Linked DNA regions of Mus musculus: all the other regions are linked to region 1. The links are chromatin contacts, called in public Hi-C and HiChIP or PLAC-seq maps. All regions are on one chromosome and are shown on one strand. The core of a region is the stretch at or near the end of the contact, and the rest is flanking DNA. Distances in the headings are between cores, read along the strand shown. Region 1 has its middle 3.7 kb from the start of Mir137. Region 2 overlaps Dpyd (dihydropyrimidine dehydrogenase). Region 3 holds the start of Dpyd (dihydropyrimidine dehydrogenase).

Region 1 (3,512 bases), core at 751-3,250:
TTTAAAAAAAGGAAGGACAGACAGTGTTGAGTGCACCAATGTTCCCATCATGCCATAAATAAAGGAAATGGTTTGCTTACCCCAGCTCAGGTCTCATAAGAAAACCTAGAATCTCTATTTTCCTAAGTGTTCATTTTATGAATGCCTAGCTATTTCTAAATCAATACTTTAAATAAAAGCAAACCAAAGGTGAAATTTCGAGTCTACTTACATATTGGTCGAGCCTGAATAACTTGACTATCATAAATTTTCTGAAGACCTGGCCAAAATCTGCCTGCGGTTTCAACCTGACCTGCAGGGGGCAATAGCTTGACGCGAATGACAGCTAAGGCTGCTGAGCTATTAGACTTGAAATTCTGACTTTGACCCTGGAATGTTGTGTAGGTTGGAAAGAGTGCTTAATTAATGTATATTGAAACAAAAGATCAGGTAAATTGTTTGATTTGTCTTCAAGCTATATTTTTAGACTAATCTAATTCATTTTTTTCTTAAAGAGATTATCAGAGTTTTTCAGTAGACACATTCAGCTACCTCAAGAATTATCTTAAATACTAATTGTTTACTAAAGAATTGATGTAATTTTTTAAAAAGCAGAATAAAGTGAATATGATTATCTGTTTTCAAATGGATGTGAAAATCAGAGAAGTGTAGCCTATTTATAACAGGTAATAAAAGAATGCTACACGTATATAGAAGAAACTCTCTTATGATGTTCCTCTAAAAATATCTGAAAATTGCAAATAGGTGAGGGACAGTCACACACTGTTTGAAATATGTTCTCCCTCCATACATAAAACATTAATTTTGAATAATGGTATGCATTTAAATATCACAATTAACAGGGTGTGATATATTTTATTTCCCTATTTTTCTATTAAAAATAGAGTAGAATTTATTGATTATTGATAGTATACATCCTTTTCCTCTTCCTGACATCTCTACCCTTTCCCACATTGCCATATCACTCCTATCAAATGTTTAGTTTAGATCAGAGACACATCAAACAGTGTATGGGTGGGAGGAGGGACTATAAAACTTAATTTTTAAAAACTGTCCCCCATCAATTTTAAATGATACAAAATGTTTCTCAAAAAGGCATCCTGATCTGATTTCAATAAGTCATAGAGGGTACCTGGAAAAAATAACCCCTAGTCAAAGCTAGTGGTATTTACTAGATTGTTTTTATATACAGCATATGCTTTGCATGTATTTTGATCACAGTAAGAAAACGCATGATAGTTTTTTTTTTTTTTTAAGAACTGCTATATAAGTGCTCCTTTTCTTTTCTGTGACAGTTTGGTGCTGATTTTAAAAATTAAAAATTAAAAAAAAAGGCTTTAAAGGCATCATTTTTTTTCTCTCCAGTATGCTAAAGATGTTGTATATATCTTTTTTGCTTTTCTTTAAGGAAAGAATATGGGGGTTGCTTACACAGGGAATGAAAATTCTATTCTCCAACCCCCCCTCCCATTCTACTAAACCGTTTTAGTCGACATATGTTTGTTATCAGAGAGAGGTGCTGTGAACACACAGCCATTTTCTTAGCAGCTTTTTGACTGTATGTTACCATAGTCCCACAAGGCATTGGTCCTTTCCCATTGGGAAGTCATGAATAAGAGACTATGAAGCTCACACGTCAGATCTTCCTCAATTAATCCACCATTAGCATGTTCGGGGTCCACTACTGGATGGTTAACAGCGGCTTTTTGTAACTGTACGCCGACCATACCCAATTATGCTTTGCTAAAAATGAACTCTTTGCAGACCAAGCCTCTTGGGCTGTCAGTGTTTTCCGTTTTCCTATTTTAACGTTTGTGTATAGTGGCAGGCGACAGATGGTGTGGATCAGATCGATTTGATTGCATTAGATGATTTTCCCCCCTTCCCCACGCCTTTCTGGAAGCTCGCATCAGCTGAAGGCTCTCGCCTGGGACTCCTCCGAAGCATGAGCAAGCCGCCACCACGCGAAGGCACTGGGGCACAGCCAGCGAGAGGCGACAAGGTCCCTTCCCAGGGCTTGTTAACACTGTAACCGGGCGCTCAGAGAGCAGCGGCTCCCACTGCCCAAGCCTGCCTCGCCGCCCATCCGATGACTCCTGGCTTCTGCACACAGTTGGAGTTCAGCCGGCAACCTGGATTTAGAGGGTAAGCACTTCATTCTAGACGGATTTGTGACAGTTACTTTGCTATACCTGCGATACTGCAGACAAATCTCAGCAAACGCATAGGATGTAGGATGTGTGGGAGAGGGCGACTATGTTTACATCGGTAAATGGGTTTCTTTTTGTCTGAGACAGAGAGTGTTACTCGGTGACGATGTGTATAGTGTTTTGCCATTGATTGTAGGAGTCCACTACCACCCTCCTCCCGATTTTTTTCCCCTCTCCTTCGTGTTTTCCCTTTTCTACTTGAGAGGGAAGGAGAGATAGAAGAAGGGAGGAGGGAGTTAAGGAGGGAGGGGAGAAGAGAGGAGAGAGAGAGAGAGAGAGAGAGAGAGAGAGAGAGAGAGAGAGAGAGAGAGAATGAGAATATTTCTGCTTTAGCTTAATTGCCTTATTTCCTAAACCGATTTTTTTTTTTGTAGCTCGCTTTATGAATATTTGGTTTTTAATTACCAAGCGTTTAGCTAGGATGGGTGTTGGGGAGTGGGGGACAGGGTGGGGAAGTACAGAGGAACACTGCCATAGTGGCAGTGGCCTTGAGAGATCAAAAGGTGCTGAAAGCACCCCTTGCCCGAAAAACACACCTTCAGTTATTAGGGCGCGAGGGAATTGTAGATTCTAATAAACATGGCTTGCAGGAGTCGACGAACAAAGGTACTTAATGCGGACCTAAGCCTCCGCTGCTATTGCTCCGATAGCGGTACCTAAATATTCGAGAGGAAAGTGTAAGTTGATCAACAAACGCCCTGGTAGTATTGGGCTTTTTCCCTTTTCCGTTTTTTTGTGTGGAGGGTGGAGGGGGGTGGGGAGAGTGGATGGGTGGGGGAAATCCGACAGCTTAAGGAGGTTTGAATTGAATATGCACCCAGCGGCAGTGGTCTCGTAGGAAATGGTGTTCTCGTAAGTCAGGCTGCCCCGCTGAAGCACAAGAGCTGTGGTTAGAGCTCGGAGCGTCAGTTCTGGTGGGAGTGCTGCAGGCTGTCCGCTTGGGCTGAGCTGTCCACTGGTCCAGGTGCTGAAGTGTGGAGCATTTGGTATGTAGGGAAAGGGCTGACTCTGTTGCTTGGTTAGGAAGAAAACCTATCGCCTGTCTTGTTCCAGATTTTTTTTCTTAAAGCATGCTAGTCTGTGGGTCTCTCTGTGTGTTCTTGTGTGTGTGTGTATGTGTGTGTTCTTGTGTGTGTGTGTGTGTGTGTGTGTGTGTGTGTGCGTGTGTGTGATTTTTCTTGTAATCCTGATAAACTAAGGGAAAGAACTTGGAAAGCATTGAAAAGCTGTGTGGGCATTTATGCCATGATTCTACAGCATGAGGAGAACGTGTGTATGCGAGGTGTGTGTATGTGTATGTGT
Region 2 (3,512 bases), core at 364-2,863, 150 kb after region 1:
CCTTTCGCCATCTGGTAATCTCTGAAGCTAGCTGTTTTAGTTGTCACTGTTAAGAGCTTGTTCTTCAGGTGACTCTGTTAGCCTCTATGAGCAGACCTGGAGGGTAGCACTCTCCTTAGTTTCAGTGGGCAGAGTATTCTCTGCAGGCAAGCTCTCTTCTTGCAAGGCAGGTACCCAGATATCTGGTGTTCGAACCAGACTCCTGGCAGAAGTTGTGTTCCACTCACTAGAGGTCTTAGGATCACGTGTGGAATCCTGTGTGGGCCCTTGCGGGTGTCAGGCGACTCAGCTGGCAAGGTAGCCGGGGCTCGAGTGGAGTGGAAGGGGTTTGTGCCCCAGATCAAGCCCGGGTAGCCTGCTTCCCTATGTACTGCAGTCTCAAGTTCCACGCGATTGGATTGGGGTAGGCACTGTGGTCCACTCACCAGAGGTCTTAGGGTCCCGTGGGGAGTCCCGTGTGGGCCCTTGCGGGTGTTGGGCAAGACTCTGCTGGCAAGGTAGCCCGGGGCTCGAGTCTCGAGTCAAGCGGAAGGGACTTGTGCCCCAGATCAGGCCCGGGTAGCCTGCTTCCCTATGTACCGCAGTCTCAAGTTCCGCGTGATTGGATTGGGGCAGGCACTGTGGTCCACTCACCAGAGGTCTTAGGGTCCCGTGGGGAGTCCTGTGTGGACCCTTGCGGGTGTTGGGCAAGACTCTGCTGGCAAGGTAGCCCGGGGTTCGAGTCACGAGTCGAGCGGAAGGCGCAATCTTGAATTTTCTGCACCTTGGTTAGTTGTTGGTTAGTATGTTAATCATCTTTGCCCAGGATTGAGAGAGCTCCATTAACCCATGGGTTTACTAGTAAGTCAATTGGAGTTAGTTTAATGCTATGCCATTTATAAGAATAATAGTAATAGGCACACCCTTCAGGCCAATGACCTGTCTAGCCATAGGTTCTTGGCCTGACAATAGTGCCAGGTCTGGATTTCATCTTTTGAAGTGCAATCTATATCCAACCAGAAAGTGGTTGGTTATTCTTATAATGGTTGTACCACTATTGCACCAATATCTTGTCTGAGCACCAGGGAAAGTCAAGTCCTGCTATAGGTGGCTGAAGTCCTTAATTTGTGGATTACAGATGTGGATTAATCCATATTTTGTGAATTTATAGAGGATACTTTTGTGTATATACTTGCTTATGTGCATGTACATGTGTATACACATATGTTGGTGTGTATACAAATGCCACCCTCAAATGTTGTTCCTCAGGCAGCAGCCACCAGTTTTTGTTGTTTGTGTTATTTTTTTTTCTAGTTTTCTTTTGAGACAGGGTCTCTTACAGGCCTGGACCTCACTGATTATGATAGGCTCTCTGGCTATCAAGTCCAGAGGGTTCTCCTATATTCCCCTCTTTAATATGGCGTTTGTAAATATGCTGTAGCACACCCAGCTTATTTTACATGGGTTCTGCAAATTGAACTCAGATCACCATGCTGGCTCCCTAAGCTGTCTCTCCAGCTTCAGACAATGCTATGTTTAATTTGAAATTAGAGACAGATCCCCCAGTCTGCTTGATAATTATCAGTGAAAAGGAGAGCACAGCTGGGGAGGTGGCAGTGTCCAGGGAGCTCAAGCTGGTATACCAGTGCCCTCAGGGAGTGAGTTCAATACCTACCTGCCTCCGACTCTTTCTTTTTACAGTAGCTTCAGAGCTTTGGGAGACCTTCTTTTCATTGAGCAATGCTGGAGTTTAAAAAAAAAAGAAGTGTAATTTCTGTAATTAAAAAAAAAGAGCATTCAGTTTCTTCTTTAGATCTTTAGGGATAAATTATAACATTGCTCACAGTAAAATGTACATGTCTTTGTGTCAACTTGTGTTAAGCTTCTTTTCATTTCTCAGATTTAATTGCTAAATTATTTTCATAATCATTAGTGAAGATCTAAAACTTGTTAAAAAAACCCAACAACAACAACAAAAAAATTTATGACTTCAGCGGCTGGAGAAATGGCTGAGTGGTTCAGAGTACTTGCTGTTCTTCCAGAGGACCCAAGTTCACTTCCAAAAAACATGTTTGTTTTTTGTTTTTTGGTTTTTTTTTTTTTTTTGACAGAAAGCGACTTTCCAGAGCAAATATAGAAACTGGATAGAGGTGTGACTGCTTGCCCCCTCTGCACAGTGTCCATACACTGATCACTAAGCTCCAAGTCACTAAGGCACCCATGTGCTGCTTACTCACAGAAGTAATTAGTTTCTATTTGCTACTTCTTCATGGATTCTAGTCTGACCTCTCCATGAGCTCTTAGGTTTTTTGGAAAGAACTGCAGGGTCCAGTTTTGAATAAACAGCCTCCCCAAATCTCAGGTCAATACCTTAAATGGGTAAATGTAACAGTGACACTGCACCTGTCTACCTGTCTGTAGAATGGAGATGGTCTTATTGTATCAGTGTTTTTGGTCCTCCCCTGTAGAATGACTGTGGCAGACCAGACTGTCAAACGATGGTTTTCCTAGGATAGCCTTATATTAGATGCAGGATGGAGTGATCACATGAATATGTCTACATATTTATGCATGTGTGTTCAAAAGGACATGTGTGTAAAAGTTTTGATTAATTTTTTTAACTTTAAAAGTAATAAACTATCTTTAAGGATAGATATATTTGAATTAAAACACACTTTTCCCTTCATAAAGAAATAAATTATATATTATATATTATAATTATATAAATTATATTTCAGTAAGAAATATAATTGTTGAGGGAACTATTAAAAAATGAACCCGCCAGTTGTCTGCGGTGCTAGACCACGCTTCTGAGCTCCTGCCAGCCAGCCAACTCTCCAGCCATGCTGCACCATAGGGCTCCCGATGGGTCATCTTTCCAGCAGGGCCCCGAGTTCCTCTCGCTGCCATGCACCCCATGGTCTGCCAATACATTTCAATACCCAGTACCCAGGTAGAATCAAGACTCTTAATGCTTAATTAACCAATCAGCTTTCTATAGCAATAATATCGCAATTTACAAGATGCCAATACAATAATTTCAGAGCCAATTAATAATGATACATGCTTTATCCCAATATTTCTAACCTTGTTTAATCATAGCAACTCTGGCTGGAAAGCATCATGCAGATACATGTCTACAGCCATCTTGTTCCTTCTCCTCCTACTCTGAGATGCTCTCTGTCTCTCTTAGCTCCGCCTCCCTTCTCCCTGTCCAATCACAGGCCTTCTCTGCACTAATGTAATTGGACAGAAAAAAAATTCTACAACATATAATAAAGCAAAACATTCTATTTCTTGGGTTAATTAATTTAAATAACCCTGAATTTGTGCTACAATTTAAAGCTAAGTTTACCTCCAATTTGAGACATATTTCTGATTTGAATGACTTGAAAATGTTTGCAGAGGATATCTCCTTCAATATCATGAAGACCCCATTTACCATCCCTTCTGTCTTGTCTAAATGGCAAGGAACTAAAATATCCTTTATGTTTGTTAAAGATCACATATTTATAATAGGTTCCTAGATGAGA
Region 3 (3,512 bases), core at 583-3,082, 130 kb after region 1:
TTGGGGAGAGAAATGAGGAGAATCAGGGAAGAGATGAAAGTTCAGAACAATGCTTGGTGGGTGTAACAGTTGTTAGGGAGGAGAGACCCCAGTGAGGTAGAAGGTGGACAGGAGCTTGTCACGCAGATATGAACAAGAAGGATAACAACAACAACAATAACAACAACCAAACAAACCCCAATTGTATGTGGGCTGCATTGGGCCACTGAAAAAGGTCACATCTTGTGGGTGGGGGAGCGAGGGGGCTAATTCATATTTAGAATCCCACTCTAGAGTTCAGGAGACTTAACAGCAGAAGCTGACATACCCGTTTCCAAGTGACTCAAGATCTGGTTAGAATGGAAAAATCCTTAAAGTTGGAGAAAGATTAAATGAATGAGTGAGAATACAGAAGCCAAGGGTGAATCTGGGGGTTCTATTTAACCCTCTAGCTTTTATTGTTGTTGTTGTTGTTATTATTATTATTATTATTAATTTTTGTGTGTGCTAATAGTTGATTGAAGGGACAATATGTGTCCAACCACTGGAAGTTTCAAGACCTTAAAGGTAACCAGGTGGTTTGTACTATAAGCCCTCTCCAGGCATCCAAGACTGCCCCCCATGTGTTCCTCTTTTTCTGCCAAGTGCAGGCACCACAGTTTGTGTCCTGCCAGTCTTGTTGTCAGAGCAGTGATGAGCCTTCTTGAAGACCACATCTAGAAAACCCAACATGGCAGTGTTACACTGAAAACAAAACGAAGCGTTAAGTACATGTCGAATTAAAAGAAAATGGATAAAGTAACGAAAAATACCAGCGAGGAGGGAATCATATGATTCCAAAATTATCATGATCTAGCCAATAGGACGAAGTGCCCTGTGTGCCTTAAAAGAAACAGATAGCACCATGAGAGAAGATGTCCGACTTAGAAAATGGTCTGGCGCCTAGGCTGCCACAAAGTTGAGGAGAGGACTAGTCTGATGACATCATTGTTTCTCCCTACCAACTATGTGACCAAATGCACAAAATAAACAACCCCTGTTCATATTTATGAACGTCACATTTTAGAATATTACTATATATTTTTAAAAAAATAGGCATGGACTGCCATGCAGAAAGAAAGCCTTGATCCTCTACAGATACCCTTTCACTAAAGTAGTAGCTCTCAACATGTGCATGGAGACCCCTCTGGGACTCTTTTGGGAGTGGAAAGACCCTTTCACAGGGGTCACCTAAGATCATTGGAAAACACAAGTATCTACATTACTACTTATAATGGCAAAATTATGATTTTGGAATATCAATGAAATAATTTTATGGATGGGGATTACCACACATAAGGAACAGATTAAAGGGTCGCAGCATGAGGAAGGTTGAGAACCATCTCACTATAGGCTGTTCTAGACTGTGGATACTGATGTCTGTCTGTCTTCTTGTGCCCTAGGCTCCCCAATACTACTACTCCCCCAGAACAGCTTCAAAAATCCTTCCAGCCTATTTGCTGGTGGCCAGAGGAACACAGGTACTCCCTGGTCCCTGGAGAGTTCTGGGACATCTTATTCTTTAATCTTTGTTTCTGCACGTTGCAGGGCTCAGAACTCAGAAGAACATCAAAGACGCAATTGTTTGCTTTTAATTCTGGGGATCTCTGACACCTAAACCCGCCTACCAAACTCAACCTTGGGGAGCAAAGGCCAGCACAACCAGAAATTCTCTGGAACAGAGCCCGGCAGCTTGGGACCAGTGGAACGGTGTGGCTGTGAGGCGTGCCTTGAGCGTTGCCCCGCCCCAGAGGCGTGTCTTTAGCATAGCCCCGCCCCTTCCATATTGCCTTGGCTCGGGCAGTCAGTGCACCAGTGCTGGGGCAAGCTGAGGCTTTGGTGCGGGGCTGGAGGCTGCTGCAGCAGAGGGAGGGTCTGTGTGCGGGAGTCTGAGGCCAGAAAGCGCTGCCATGGCGGGTGTGCTGAGCAGGGACGCGCCGGACATCGAGGTACCGACCGCGGCCCTGGGGTGGGAGGGTCACAGAGGGGCGGGAGGCCCGGGGGCGCACCCGGGACAGAGCTGGAGATCCGCGAAGTTTCCCCGGGAGAGACTTGCGGACCAGGCTGGACACTGTACTCCGGCACCAGGACCTGGTTACTTCGTAGGAGACTTAAAAGTGGCCGTCTCTCTCTGCCCTAAGTCATAGTGACCCAGAGGCTCAGAGTGCAGAGGCTTGGACTCCAGGGGACAGTAGCTCCACTTCCCGCCCAGGGAACCCTCTAACTCCTCCTCTGTCCCCTCCGTGGTTTTGTGGGACAACCACCCAGTGACCCACCTATAATAACAAAGCCCCGCAGTATGCAAAAGTGGAGCATAGAAATCCAAGATCCAGGCCGCTGTTTCGAGCGGCGCTGGCCCTGGTATTGTTTACCACTTAATTTCACATTTGGAAAAAATGGAACGAAGTACAGAAGACATTGGAAAGTGCGACCTCCCCGGAAAGAGATACACAAACTGCTCTGTTCTCTCCTCTCAACAGTGTTTGATTCTCTCTTGTTCTCTGTTTCTTCCAAAAATCTCATTTTTCTGAGAACGATCCCCTACCTGAAATAGCAAAAAATTTTTCCTCTGAGTTCTATATACTTTAATGTGTGTGTTGGGAGAAAGATTTGAGTTATGGCCGTGATTTTAATCACGCTGAATCAAAGCCTGTGTCTCTCAGGTTTCAGTTCCGTTTTGTTTAGGGAATTTTCTTCGAGATAAAAGCAAAACAAAACTTTTGTAGAATATTCGTGTTCTCTTCCCTTACTGTTTCCTTCCCTCCTGCCCGGCCCCCTTTTCCCACCTTCTGTGTGTTTGCTTAGAAATAACACACCCTTTCCCCTCCCCCTCCCCCTCCCCCTCCCCCTCCCCCTCCCCCTCCCCCTCCCCCTCCCCCGTTTGTTCTGCTCTTTAAATACAAGTTTAAAGACACCTGTTTGCAGCAGGATAGCTAACTGGTTTTCTTCTGCACCCTGCTCTCCCCGCACCCTGCCGTCAGTGATAATGAACCTTTATATGCTCTTAAAAGAAAGCTGATAGTGTTCTAAGAGCCTTCATATTTTCCTTTGATAAATCCACTGTAGCAGTAAGAGCAAAGGATAACGTGTTGACTTCTTTCTCTGTGTAGTTTACTTAGACTTTTCTTCACAATTTCTTTCTTGGCTATTGAACAATATGACTGATATAATGAACTATATGTGTGTGCATGCAGGGCACAGGATACCTACCATGTCTGATCGAAGTCATGGTCTCTGGGTACTATCTTTGATTTAACACCCCTGGGACATTTTTGGTTTTGTTAAAGTAAATCAGTTAGCAATCCTTTGGCAGCATCCAGGCTTTACAGTTGTCAGGAATCAGGGTGTCACAGATCGGATGGCTTTTGTTTAATTTCAGAAGAGTGTTTCAAGCTTAGCTGACTTCATGTTTTATGTTGTTTCTCATGTGCTTGTCTTGAAAAAGCAGTTCTTATCTGTATTCTTATGAGGAAAATGATGCCGGTGAGGTACGA

What was found. A called contact is a pair of places that touch in the nucleus more often than the background predicts. HiChIP or PLAC-seq counts read pairs in DNA pulled down with a chosen protein or histone mark.
Region 2: a Hi-C map of liver shows a contact between it and region 1, with 2.6 times the contacts expected there. The contact joins two enhancer-like sites. A contact is called at or near these places in 7 of 39 promoter capture datasets (the 3T3-L1 cell line, the HPC-7 cell line, hippocampal neurons and 3 more), 3 of 484 Hi-C or Micro-C datasets (all in liver) and 1 of 115 datasets of contacts at active chromatin or transcription factors (liver).
Region 3: an H3K27ac HiChIP or PLAC-seq map of hepatocytes shows a contact between it and region 1, with 6 times the contacts expected there. The contact joins the promoter of Dpyd here to the enhancer-like site in region 1. A contact is called at or near these places in 1 of 39 promoter capture datasets (liver), 20 of 484 Hi-C or Micro-C datasets (the N1E-115 cell line, embryonic stem cells, extraembryonic endoderm stem cells and 4 more), 4 of 115 datasets of contacts at active chromatin or transcription factors (embryonic stem cells, hepatocytes and liver) and 2 of 9 other capture datasets (adipose tissue and liver).

The regions. Positions count from the first base shown.
Region 1 is chr3:118,428,416-118,431,927 of GRCm38.p6, forward strand. No RefSeq gene overlaps it. Among named protein-coding and RNA genes, the nearest start is that of Mir137, 3.7 kb to the right of the region's middle. Within about 2 kb of position 2,001, at least 40 of the 459 cell types and tissues checked have an H3K27ac peak or open chromatin away from gene starts, as enhancers often do. A contact at or near this core is called in the N1E-115 cell line, hepatocytes and liver, where this site is marked.
Region 2 is chr3:118,577,503-118,581,014 of GRCm38.p6, forward strand. The region is part of intron 1 of Dpyd (dihydropyrimidine dehydrogenase); the gene reads left to right. Among named protein-coding and RNA genes, the nearest start is that of Dpyd, 17 kb to the left of the region's middle. Within about 2 kb of position 1,614, at least 3 of the 459 cell types and tissues checked have an H3K27ac peak or open chromatin away from gene starts, as enhancers often do. A contact at or near this core is called in liver, where this site is marked.
Region 3 is chr3:118,560,348-118,563,859 of GRCm38.p6, forward strand. It overlaps Dpyd (dihydropyrimidine dehydrogenase), which reads left to right and starts at 1,833. Exons shown (of 23, transcript NM_170778.3): 1 at 1,833-1,967. The coding sequence starts at 1,929.